2 separate regions of the Mus musculus genome follow, and region 1 is linked to region 2. Evidence: chromatin contacts called from public promoter capture Hi-C data. All regions are on one chromosome and are shown on one strand. The core of a region is the stretch at or near the end of the contact, and the rest is flanking DNA. Distances in the headings are between cores, read along the strand shown.

Region 1 (6,109 bases), core at 216-2,715, 130 kb before region 2:
CCCCATGCTAGTATCACCAAGGACTGTGCCCTCACATCCTGACAACCATAGAGGCAGGAGTGGGAGGTATGGCCTTTGCCAGGGTAATTGGGTCATGGAGGCAGAGCCTTCCTTAATGGGACCCAGGAGTTGCCATACCATTTGCATTAGAAGTGTGCAGCCAGTTAGTCCTCCTAGAACCTGACTCACACAGGTCTGTCAAAAGCACATTGCTGCTCATAAGTTGTCTGGTCTGTGGTGATGGATTATAGCACCTAAGCACCTATCCTAAGTTAGGGTATAGCCAGTCCACACTACAATTTCTGAAATTATATTTAGTTTCCATTAAATGATATGATACCACATCTGGAAACAGACTGTTGGGCAATGCAGCTGGTTTCTTTCTGTTTTGCCTAATGGCTGACCCTGTTAATAGTGTTATGGTCTCAGGTTCCCCCACTTACCATTTTAAACTGGAGTCAAGGGGTCAGTTATCTGGGGGCTGAGGATGTCTATAGCTCAGTGGTACTTAACTGATATGTGTATGCAGGAGGGGCTAATATGATTTCTAACACTATAAAAGGAGGAAAGCTATTTTTAGAATGGAAAGATAAAAATGTTTAAAGTCTAAATATTTGACCTTTTACTGAAAAACCCCCAAGGCCAGAACAACACTAACAGCCTACTCAACACAAATACACCGAACAAGCTATAGAGATTGATTCACCTACATCTGAGAATGAATCTGGCCAGGAGAAGAGTATAAAGCAGGCATTTGGTCAGGCTTCTCTTGGCATCTCTGCCATTCATGGAGACCCTAATTTACATTTGTCTTTGAGCCATGAGTTCATCACCTGCTCAGTGCTTCTCCCCAGTTTTAAAAGATCTTCAAGAGACATAATGCTAAGTGGTCCAGGGCCAGTGCTCCATGACTACCACCACCAGGCTCAAGGAAGGCACCAGGAAGGGTCAGATAGGCAGGGGCCTGTACCTGGGAGGGGTGAGATAGGTGGGGGCGTGTACCTGGGAAGGCAAGGCTAGTTATGCACTTTTGTGGCAGGAAAGGTGTAACGGATTTTGTTACAAGCCATGATGAAACCTCAATAGGATAGATCCACAAAAAACAAAAACAACAACAAAGCCACCGATACATTTCTCAATGTCTTCTAAAGGCTACTCTGACAGTCATGCAAATCTGCAATCTTTGGAGCCAATCAAATTCAAGGATAGTCACAAAGCAAGAGCAAAGCAGCTCTGCCCTGAGTCCCCTCCAGCGCCGGACTGAGCTCAGGACTGGGCTGCCTGCCAGGGCGCAACAATAGTCAAAGGGCAGGCTCGAGGAGAAATGTTAACTAGAAATTAATATCTAAGTGTCAGGAGTCTTCAGACTTAAAATAACTGTGTCTCCACCCAAACCTGGGACTGACCTATAATGCCAAAATGCCCAAAGAAACAAGATGAGTCGGTACCTCAGGAATGTGGGAGGGAAAGGGCAGGCTGTGTTCTATATAAAGAGGAAAGCCAGGAGCTGCTGTTTGTGCAGGGCTCAACTCAAAGCCTGGCCTCTATACTAATCAAGTAAACAGCTCTACTGTGCCAAGACCATGAAACATCAGGATTTCTCCAGAAATGACTTGGTTTATAAGGAACCTATCTAGACTTTTTTTTTTTTTTTTTTTTTTTATTTATATGAGTACACTGTTGCTGTCTTCACACACACCAGGAGAGGGCATCAGATCTCATTACAGATGGTTGTGATCCACTATGTGGTTGCTGGGAATGGAACTCAGGACCTTTGGAAGAGCAGTCAGTGCTCTTACCCGATGAGCCGTCTCTCCAGCTCCTATCTAGACTTTTATCTCTATGTTAAGTGCACACGTGAGGATAAGAATGTGCATATATATATATTCATATACCATATTGAGGACAAAGTCTATGTTAGTTGTCTTCCCCTATTGCGTTCCACTTGTCTGTTTTATTTCTTGTGTGGGTGTTTTGCCTCCATGTATGCCTGTGTACCATGTGCATGCCTGGTGCCCTTGCAGGCCTTAATGGGATGTTGAGTCTCCTGGGACTAGAGTTACAAACAGTTTGAGCCACTATTTAGGTGACGGGAATCAAACCCTGTCAGGGGATCTGCAAAGCTTAGACCTTAGCAGCCCCTACCAAGGCCTCTACCTCTAAAGCGGTGGTCACTCCATATTTTTCCTACATTGAAATTACAAGAGTTAAAAGTATAAAATACAAAGCATTAATAGTAACCCAAACAGATCCTTAGGTTCATCTGAAGGACAGAGGCACTGATGCTCAGATCGTGAGAACGCCACAGACCCAGCTAGGTCTGGCCCAGCACTTCAAAAGCCAATCCGAGCAGCCCGCAGAGTGCTATGGATAAAGCCCTACGGGTGTTAGCGCCTTGCCCAGCCCAGCCCTCCATGTCCTTGTTAGAGCACAGAACATGGGCTGGTTCCTTGGAACAAGTGCTAAGTTTTCCTAATAAGATAGAGAGAGAACGTTAGAGTGGTGTTCGCTCTTAGCTACTCTGAAATGAACCCCACCTCCCGTGGCAGAGCTATACCAAGGCTTGTCTCAGACAGAAGCTCTGAGACAAACTGCTGAGTCTGGACCCCGTTGCTTCCTCACCAAATTACATTACTGTAAGAGGAAAGAAAGCCTCGCAATTTTCAGAATGCTGGATCCAAAAATTGCCTAGTAACGGCTTGAAGTTGTAGCCCTGAATGTTATATGACACCTGCAATTTTTACACTGTTTTTTTTAAAGTAAACATTTACAGTTGATTATAAATCCTGAGGTCAAATTCACTTTTATGCGCCCACTCAACATGACTCTTCATTGACTGCCTTCCAAAGCTCACACTATCCTGGAACTCACACTCCTCCCAGTGCTAGGTCACATGTGTCACTGTGCCCAACCACAATGGATTTTTTTTCTAATTTTTTAAAAATACTAATGTTGTGACCAAAGGGGCGGAAAAAAAAAAGAATCTACAAATTTACATGCATTACAACTATGTGAAAATCTATTTACAAAGAAAAATAACACAGGACCATCAAGATGCCTCAGCAGGTAAGAGCACTTGCCACCAAGCCCACTAACCTGACCTCAATTCCATGACCCACATGGAGGAAGGAGACAATACTTACAAGCTGTCCTCTGGCTTCCAGAAGTACACACACACCAGTAAGTAGATATAATAATAAAAAGAACTTTTTTAAAAGATAAAAAGACAAAAAAATTTAGCTGATCTCTGCGAGCAAAGGTCTCCCTCCAAATGCTGGGAACACACCACAAAGGGATGTGTATAATTTCATAAGTAACTATGTAAGTACAAAAAGAATGTGATAAAATATAAAAACTGACCTTTAAAGACTTCTAGAATGTGTACTATCCTTGTCTTACGTCCTTAGCTCTGCCTTAGCGAGCAGTGTGGTGTCTATCTTTTCTGACGCTCCAAGCCAACTTGGAACATGGCATGTGCCAACCCACAGGCTGGCCCGGGACCGTGCAAAGTCTTTGGGAAATGTTTCCGAAAATGAAAAGAGGACACATGCGCTCCGACAGTAGCCACGACTGCCTGCCCTTCCATCATCGAGTGTCTCCTCACAAGGCAGGGAGGAGGAGAGCCACAAAGCTGCATTGCACCTCCAAAGTGTCGGCACACAGGGCAAAATTCCTGCCTATTTCGTTCTGCTACATGCAACAGCAGGGACGGAACCGCCTGTGATTAGCAGCCAGCCCGTGTCGCTGTGCCCCGGCCCCCGCAGACAGGAAGTACTTACTGCGACAAACAGCATGCAGTACATAGAGAATGAAGAGTGTCCCGAGTAGAAAGACAACCTAGGAGAAAAGGAGAGCAACGTTAGCTTTTCCTCCTAGAAGCTGAGCCTCCCCTCCCTTTTCTCCCTGTTTCTTTTTGGTGCTCCTAATGAACCCACCTGTTCACCCTTGGCAAGAGTTCCACCCCTGAGCCACACCCCAGTCCTAGACTGTTCTTGGCTTGAAAATCTCCTTGGCTCCAGAAATCAAAAGTAGAAAGAGATGGAAAAGGAAATAATCACCGGAAAGGCATACTAAAGAAAACCTCAAAAGCGGCATCACCGTTGAGTTAGGAGGCTCAGTGTTAATGCCACGGGAGGGGGCTGGATGGCTCAGCGGTTAGGAACACTTGCTAGTCTCTCAGAGGGCCCAGGTTCAATTCCCAGCACCCACAGGTAAGGCTCATAAACATGTGTAAATGCATTTCCAAGTCACCTGACATCTTCCTCCCGCCTCTGTGGGTACCAGGCAGGAGCATGGTGCATATACATGTGTGCAGACAAAATACCCACGCACAAAATAGAAAAAGTGTATTTTTAAAAAAGATTACAAGTCACCATAAATGTAAAGATGTGATCAATCTCAATGAAAATTCTATCAAATGAGACACACACACAAACCTACAACAGACAAGGAAAGCTTTAACATGAAGAACAAAGGGACCTCCTTTGAAGACATACACTATAAAGTTGTGGCATGATACTGCAGAGAGGACACACAGATTAATGAATGGACACCACCCAACAGCAGACCCACATTATAGAGTTACTTTCAACAAAAGGGCTAGTAACATTTAAAATTAAAAGTTGGGCTTGTCAATAAGGCTGAAAACACTGGGTAGTCTATGGGAAAAGAGAAATACTTTCCTTACGTTATACACAAAAGTAAATTCAAATGTTGGAAGCGCTAAACTTAAAAATGGATTTATAAAGCACAGGAGGGAACAGACTCATTAAGATCCAGAACTACAAATTATGAAAGCAGAAGATAAACTGGGTTTCCTGGAAACTTTGCAGAGGCTGGGAAGATGGCTCCCTTAGAGCAGTGCTCTTCACTCAAGCCTGAGGACTGAGTCCCGTTCTCCCGCACTGGGGAGGCTGAGACCAGCGGATCTCGGGCTCGTGGGCCAGTGAGTCTCACCTCAGCACACTCCACAGAGACACTGGCTCAAAAACCACAGTGCAGAGTAACTGAACACACATGATGCTGACCTCTGGCCTCCATGTGCACGCACGCAAACATCACACGGAACAAGAGAGGTCTTTAAAGTTTAAATTTCTATACTTCAAGGAGTATCGGTAAGAAATAAAAACCAAGCAACCGATTTGGAGAAAAAAATGTTAAAACATGTCACCCAGAGGGCATTTATTAGAGTAAGTAACTCTTACAACTCAGTAGAACAGGGAACCCATTTCTTTAGAAGGATTAGAGTGGAGCAGGGATTTCCAGATGGCAGGACACAGAGGACAAAGGCGCACACAGATATCCCACAGCGCCACGAACAGCAAACCTGCAGCACGGCTAACACAGGGAAAACTAGTAAGGAGGATGGCTAGGACCTGACTAGGGACAACTCTCCCGTTCCAGAAGAATGCAAAGGGACCCCTGGTGGCTTCCCGCAACTGTAGCACACCTCACACTCCCACTCCTCGGCACTCATTCACATAAAATACAAGGCTATTGCATGCACACAGTGTTTACAGCAGCTTCTAGCCCATCTCATTTTTATCTTTTGAGATGGGGTCTCACTGTGAAGCCCTGCCTGGCCTAGAACTTACTCTGTAGACCAGCTGGCTTCAACTCAGGGATCCCCCCCTGCCTCTGCCTCCCAAGAGCTGGGAATGAAGGGGTGTGCCACCACCGCCCGCCCCCCCCCCCCCCCCCGCTAAAGCTGCATTTTTTTTTTAGGGTCCCAAGTTAGAAACAACCTAAATATAAATCAACATTCAGACAACGGGATTAACAATCTGTAATAATCTCCTAGAAACATGGACAAATCATGAGACTGACATGTTAGTAAGAGAAGGTAGATACATCAGCGTTCTCACCGAATGATCTCACACAGTGTCCTAGAAAACATGGGATAGTAAGGACTGTAGGGACAGAAAGGTGACTCAAGGGCTGCTGAAGGGTGTGGGCTGACACAGGCGCATATGCAAACCTAACGCAATGGAACTATTCAAAACCGTGATGTAGGATGGACAGATTTCATGCCCAGCCTGTTAGCGTACAGGTCTGTTGATTTCAGTACAGTATCAAAGGCACACTGGCTGAGCCGAAGCACTGCCCACTG
Region 2 (5,839 bases), core at 1,545-4,044:
TCCAAAGCGAGGACCATCAGTCCACGTCTCCAGCACTGCCTGGGCTCCGAGTACGTCTGGCACTGACGAGTAGGATTATTTATTTGAATCAAATTTTAGTTTCCTCTCTTCAAAGAATGACATACATTTCCTATTTATTCTGTAAAGTGGGTAATCCTTTGAAGTGTATCTTTAATAGAAACATTTTTTTACTGGTATACACAGAACATAAATAGATGTTACCTTACTAAAATGAGGCCTTAGAAGTTGTTTTCCTTCACCAAGGGCCCCTGTAAGTTTCTCATCCCTCAGATAAGGGGGAAACCACTATTTGCAAATTAGTAATTTCTGAAAAAATTAAAAAAAACAAAACAAAAACCAAAAAACCAAAACCTAGGTGTGGTGGCACAGACCTGCCATCCCAGCTCTCTGGAGACAGGCAGGACGAGCACCACAAATTTGAGGCCAGACAGGAGTACACAATCAAGGCTCTTTCTCAAAACAATACAACAAAACAAATAATTAAAAAAAAAAAAACCAGTAATAGCTTGTAAGACTCATGCCCAGGCACGAATGCTCCAACCTGAAAAAGAAAGATACCCTATTCGGATCCCAAATTAACCATTACTAGATTGGCACGTAATCTAGCCTTTCCAGAAATAAAAGCTCAGGTCTGGTAAAAGTAGGTCCAGAGAAACTCAGGTCACAGAGAAACTCAGGCCTGGTGCCCACTACTCTTCCTCCGGTTTCTTACACTTCCTGGCTGTCCCAAACGGCCTGTGGCTGATCTACTCTTCAAGCTAACACAGCCGAATCCGGCTTCCCATCTGTATGCGCTTCTTCCTATCGGAGGCTCCAGAGTCTGTGTTTTTCCTTAAAGGGGTAACACCAAACTGTGTAGATGACAGCCAGCATGAAACCTGGACCTGTCCTTCTAACCAAAGGTCCTCAGTGGGGCCTGGTGGAGCCCTCCCTGTGCTCCTGGCTCTGGGAGGTGAAGGAAAGAGATGCAAAGCTCAGGGCCATCGCTGACTACATAATGGGTTCAAAGCCAGGAGAGCCTGCAAGAGTCTTAGTGATAATGTATTCAAAGGTATTTATCTTAAAAGCTAGTTCTCTATTAGAAGGTATGAGAACACATATTCCTATAAGTCTTCTTTGCCATGATTTATCTTAGACATCTCTTTATTATAGAAAGAATAAAAGCAACGATGTAGTGGTTCACCTGGAAGCCTGTCCTGTATTTATACAAATAATTAAATGCCACAGTTAACTTGGAACATGGAGGCGTTTTACACTGAAAACCACAACTCCCTCCAGGAAGTCCCGCTTAGCACATTTGGCGTCCACACTCAGCTCGTCGGAGACAGAGCACCAAGTGGGCAGGAGCCTGGCATCTCCGTGGCACATAAGGAAGGTGACTCAGTTGCTGGGTCACAAGGGTGGACAAAGGATGCTCCTCCACCGGGGCCACACCTTGCCTGTTCACCACAGTGCTAAGCGCTTAACACAAGGTCAGGCATCCGGTAGGTTCTTAGGTACTGAATGATCAATCTGGAACCTAACTGACTCTTCCTCACCCCACCCCCACCCCCCCCCCGCCCAGGGAATACTGGGGATTAAATCTGGGACCTCATACTTCTGAGGCAAATGCTGTACCCCTCAGCTACACCTCTAGCCCGACATTACTTTGGGGGAGGAGTATGTAAGAAAATCCTAGATAATAGAATAGCATCTAATACTTTCTATTTAAGTGGAATCTCGACTACTTAATCCAACAATCGGATCCTGAGGCCTGCTATGACTGAATATTACTGGACTGATGGGGACTGAGTGGGGGTGGGGAGGTGTCAGAACAGCGCAGCTCATCCCTGCTTGGGAACCGCAAGGCAGAGTCTGTGATAAACACCGTGTCATCTTAAACTTTTAAAACAGTCTTACTTTACCTTTTCAGAACAGTTGGGAAATCAAGAAGAAAAATGATATTCGGTGGGGAAAAGAGTAATTTTACTTAAAGAAGCCAGAAAATTAGTGTTCTTTATTAGCGCTGAAGGCTCTGGAAAGTTATGACTTTTCCAGGGCTTTTGGCCAGAAACTGGGCAACGCTTATCTAACGTGCCACAGCCACGAAAAATGTTCTTAGAGGGAGAGCACACACTGGCTGATGGGGATGGGCTCCTTAGGTCCCCGTTAACGTGACATATACCTTTCCAGAAGATCAGGACATTCAAGAAGGCCCCTGACAGCCTGACATGGGACACAGCCACAGTCACTTAAGAAATTCAGTCCTGCAAAGGATGGGACTCAGCCGCTTCCGCCAGCGCCAGTGTTAGGAGGCAAGATTTCCTCGCCAAAGTCCACTAGCAAAATCCCAGAGATATTTTTCTTCAAAATAATTCTGATTTCTCTTTTTTTTTCCTATAAAAAGACAAATAACATCTCAGAGAATTCTGTTTGCACGCTGAGGTTCCCATTAGAGCTGTTTATACAACCTTAAGTGATTGCCAGACTTCGAGTGGGGCCAGCCGGGTCAGTTCACTTTGCATCACAGACTGGTCGCATGCCCTTGTTACACGCCAACCTGACTTGGATTTGTTTGGGGGCATTCAAGCTGGTGTGAAGTTGAGTGAGACACAAAATCCAAATCGCCACCAACTTCTAAAAAGCAACCCATCAATACCATGTCAGGAAAACGTGCAGTATAACACTCCCTGCTGCTACCAACTGTGGGGGTTTCAGTGAGGAACTCTGAGTGTGCGGCTGAACACACGCCACAGCTGGTTTGGGGAGGATCTGGAGCTCTCAGGAAACAGTGCTACTGGAGGAAGTACGTCACGGGGGGCGGAGCTGGCAGTGAGTTTATAGACTCACCAAGCTGGACACTGTACTCTTGATCTCCTAGATGCAGATGCAACGTGATTGGCCAGCCCTGCTTTGGAGCCTGTTTCCAAGCCTTCCTGGGCATTATAGCTCCCTCTCTGGAGTGTAAGTCAAAGTAGACTCTTGCTTTTGGTCAGAGTATTTTATCACAAAAACAGAAAGAAAACAAAACCAAACACCGTGACATCAATGAATGTAAACATTTGACATTTTGAATATTCATACTTAAATGAAAAATTTGGAAACTTTATAAATGTCTGCAGCACCCAGTGTATTACTAATTACCTCCCACATTAAGCAATTATGCTTTCTGTCCAAGAGCCACAGGAAATCAATACTGCAGGGATCATCAAGAAGAAAGAAGAACAGCCCGGAGCAGCTGAATGTCACAAAACGCGCTTTAGAGGGGATCTGCAAAACCCACAGAAGCAAATACATGTAACATATCTCTACTACATATCATAATAGCGAGCACGGGGAGTGCGGTCTGGGGGAATAGCGGGGACATGGAAACGAGTCCCTTGCCTCTGAGCAGCCCCTCCCCCTCTGCCACGCCGCCCACCCCCAAGGATTCGATGCTGCTCTCAAGGTGCTCCTCGAGGACATGCGTGCTGCCTTTAACTCCTCCAGAGGCATGTGCATTGCTGACTATTCAGTTATTGAAACAGAACACTTAAGGGAGTGATAATTAAAAACACACATCAAACATTTCCTTGGTAAGTTTCAAGTAGAAGCAGAGGACTAGCCCACAGCTACAGTGAGTAGTGGAACTGCACTTCTGAGACACATTTAATGTAGACGAAGCATTTCCCTTTAAAACAGCCTCTTCCAGGGGCTGCAATGACGTAGTCCTCCTTCCAAGCACATTTCTGGAGTGTGCTGATGGCAATGACTTGGCACAACCATCCATGCCCACAGGTATAAAGCTTACCTCTACTTTTTCCCTTTCTAGCTTTAATATTAGCACAACTCAAGTTCACTCACAGGCTTTCTAAGGAAGATCTCTCCCTAAACAGCTCATTTTAACTTTGAGTGTCCTCAGGTGTGTTTAAGTTAAAGAAGCTCAGGCTGAAGGCCGGCCGTAGCAGCAGAGTGATAAGGTGAATGTGGCGGAGTGAGAAAGTTCAGAGATGAGAGCAGAGAGAGAAAGAAAGGGTAAGATGGCTGCACATGGGTTCCTACCCCCTCCATTCTCATACGAGCCAGGACACACACTCGTGCGCAGAGTTCTCTGACTCTGTGGCAAGGCCAAAGGAGGCTCATGGGGAAAACAAGGACAAAAGTGGAAGGAGACAAAGTCATTTGGCTTGTCCAACAGGACATCAGGAAGAGGTCTAAATTGTTCAGTGTCCTTAAGACAACAAAAGCATGAATCCGTATTACTTTTTCGGCTGGAGGGTAGCATCCTTTGCCGGTTGGTTACCTTTTATCTTTTATCTATGAAATGGGCAAAACCACAGCCAATTATCCTTGATTGTTAAAGCATCCAAGAACGTCTTTGGTAAGAAAAAAAAAAAAAAAAAAGGAGTGGAAATGTCTCTCAAGTCCTCAAAGACAAAAGAAACTACTAAGAACATAGCGAGAACAAGTCAGGGACATTTCTTACATCACCTGGCTCTGACTCAGACGTCTCTAACGGAAGGCGAGTGTGCAGTCATGAAGTTCCAGAGTTCCTCGAGCACGGGCTCCCATGCAGCCCAGTGGCCACGGGCGTTTCTGTGAGCCAGAGCTTTGGAGACTAGCTCCATGGTAAATGTAACTAGGTTCAAAGTCTGGGCTATTAGCTGACTATGAAGGTCTGTAGAAGTGAAATGACATAACGTCTGAGACTGGTTTTTAAAGATGTCGGGAGAAAAGAAACCTCGGGAGGAAGCAGGTGAAGCTAATCCAGCTAACCCTACAATTACTAAACCCAGGGCGGGTGCACAGCAGTTTTCCATATTATTCTATTTGTGCATTTGCTTGACGGTTTTCATAATGAGACTTTAGAAAGTGTTAGAAACTACAGATCCTTATAAACATAGACCCATGCTCTACTAGGATGTAAAGTTATACTAGAAGAAATTAAAGCTGGTCTGAATCTGCGGCTGCTTACGAGATTCACAAAACCATCTTACTTTTTTTTTTTTTTTTTTTTTTAGAACATGACACTGTCCTGGGAAGTGGAATTATGATGCGTTTAAAAGAGTTTAGTCAAAATTAGAGAAACCTAAATGCTTGTAGTTGTGGGTAGACCACAGATCCTCTTACACAAGAGATAGACAGATCTGGATTCTGGTTTAGCTTTTTGTTCAGAAGGAAGATGGCAAGAGTGTTAAGTCTAAGAATCTGCATTTCTCAGTCATCTTGTCAGAAGCTTTTCTTGTGAGACCTAACTCTTCTCTTTCTGCTCTAGAAGCAGGTAGAGGGTGTTGGCTCCTGGAGGCCACACCTGAACCAGGATGACTCGGGCACACTGGGCAGATTCCTTTCCCTTTTGAAGAGCCTCACATGCCCATCTCCACTTGTGCTTCTTCCATTGGGCTTCATGACAGTCCATGCAGTTCTCAAGGGCAAGAATCGAGGACAACTGCTTTTGTTCAGGTGTGAGATCTGGGCTTGGGAATTGTAACCTCAACCTAAGCCATTGGGGCTGGATTTGAATTAAGAGTCAGATAGCAATGGACTCTACAAGTTGATCTGACACCTAATTTCTTTTGGTTTTCTCTCTTCTCTTTTAGTGTCTTGATACAAGGCTTTATATAGACCAGGCTGGTTTCAAACTGGCCATAACCAGACTGGTCCTAAGAGCAAGTTTCAGGACAGCCAGGGATACATACAGAAAGGCTTTCTCAAGGAAAAAAAACAAAACAAAAAACCCTAAACCCAACAAACAGCCCATCCCCCCAAGAGGCAAACTGGGGATGACCTTAACCCCTAGACCCTCTCAGCCTACCATCAAGGTGCTCCCGGACACACCAGCCACCTCACTGGCCCTAGC

What was found. Capture Hi-C pulls out chosen DNA fragments and counts their contacts.
Region 1: a contact with region 2 is called in a promoter capture Hi-C map of adipose tissue. The contact joins two enhancer-like sites. A contact is called at or near these places in 12 of 39 promoter capture datasets (3T3-L1-derived adipocytes, cranial neural crest, embryonic stem cells and 6 more), 7 of 484 Hi-C or Micro-C datasets (the HPC-7 cell line, bone marrow-derived macrophages, cerebral cortex and 3 more), 5 of 115 datasets of contacts at active chromatin or transcription factors (astrocytes, bone marrow-derived dendritic cells, cardiomyocytes and 1 more) and 3 of 9 other capture datasets (adipose tissue, embryonic stem cells and liver).

The regions. Positions count from the first base shown.
Region 1 is chr13:112,857,372-112,863,480 of GRCm38.p6, reverse strand. It overlaps Plpp1 (phospholipid phosphatase 1), which reads right to left. Exons shown (of 6, transcript NM_008903.2): 4 at 3,780-3,837. Among named protein-coding and RNA genes, the nearest start is that of Plpp1, 60 kb to the right of the region's middle. Within about 2 kb of position 1,465, at least 59 of the 459 cell types and tissues checked have an H3K27ac peak or open chromatin away from gene starts, as enhancers often do. A contact at or near this core is called in adipose tissue, where this site is marked.
Region 2 is chr13:112,732,211-112,738,049 of GRCm38.p6, reverse strand. Slc38a9 (solute carrier family 38, member 9) reads right to left here. Exons shown (of 15, transcript NM_178746.4): 15 at 1-5,839. Among named protein-coding and RNA genes, the nearest start is that of Gm41067, 34 kb to the left of the region's middle. Within about 2 kb of position 2,794, at least 31 of the 459 cell types and tissues checked have an H3K27ac peak or open chromatin away from gene starts, as enhancers often do. A contact at or near this core is called in adipose tissue, where this site is marked.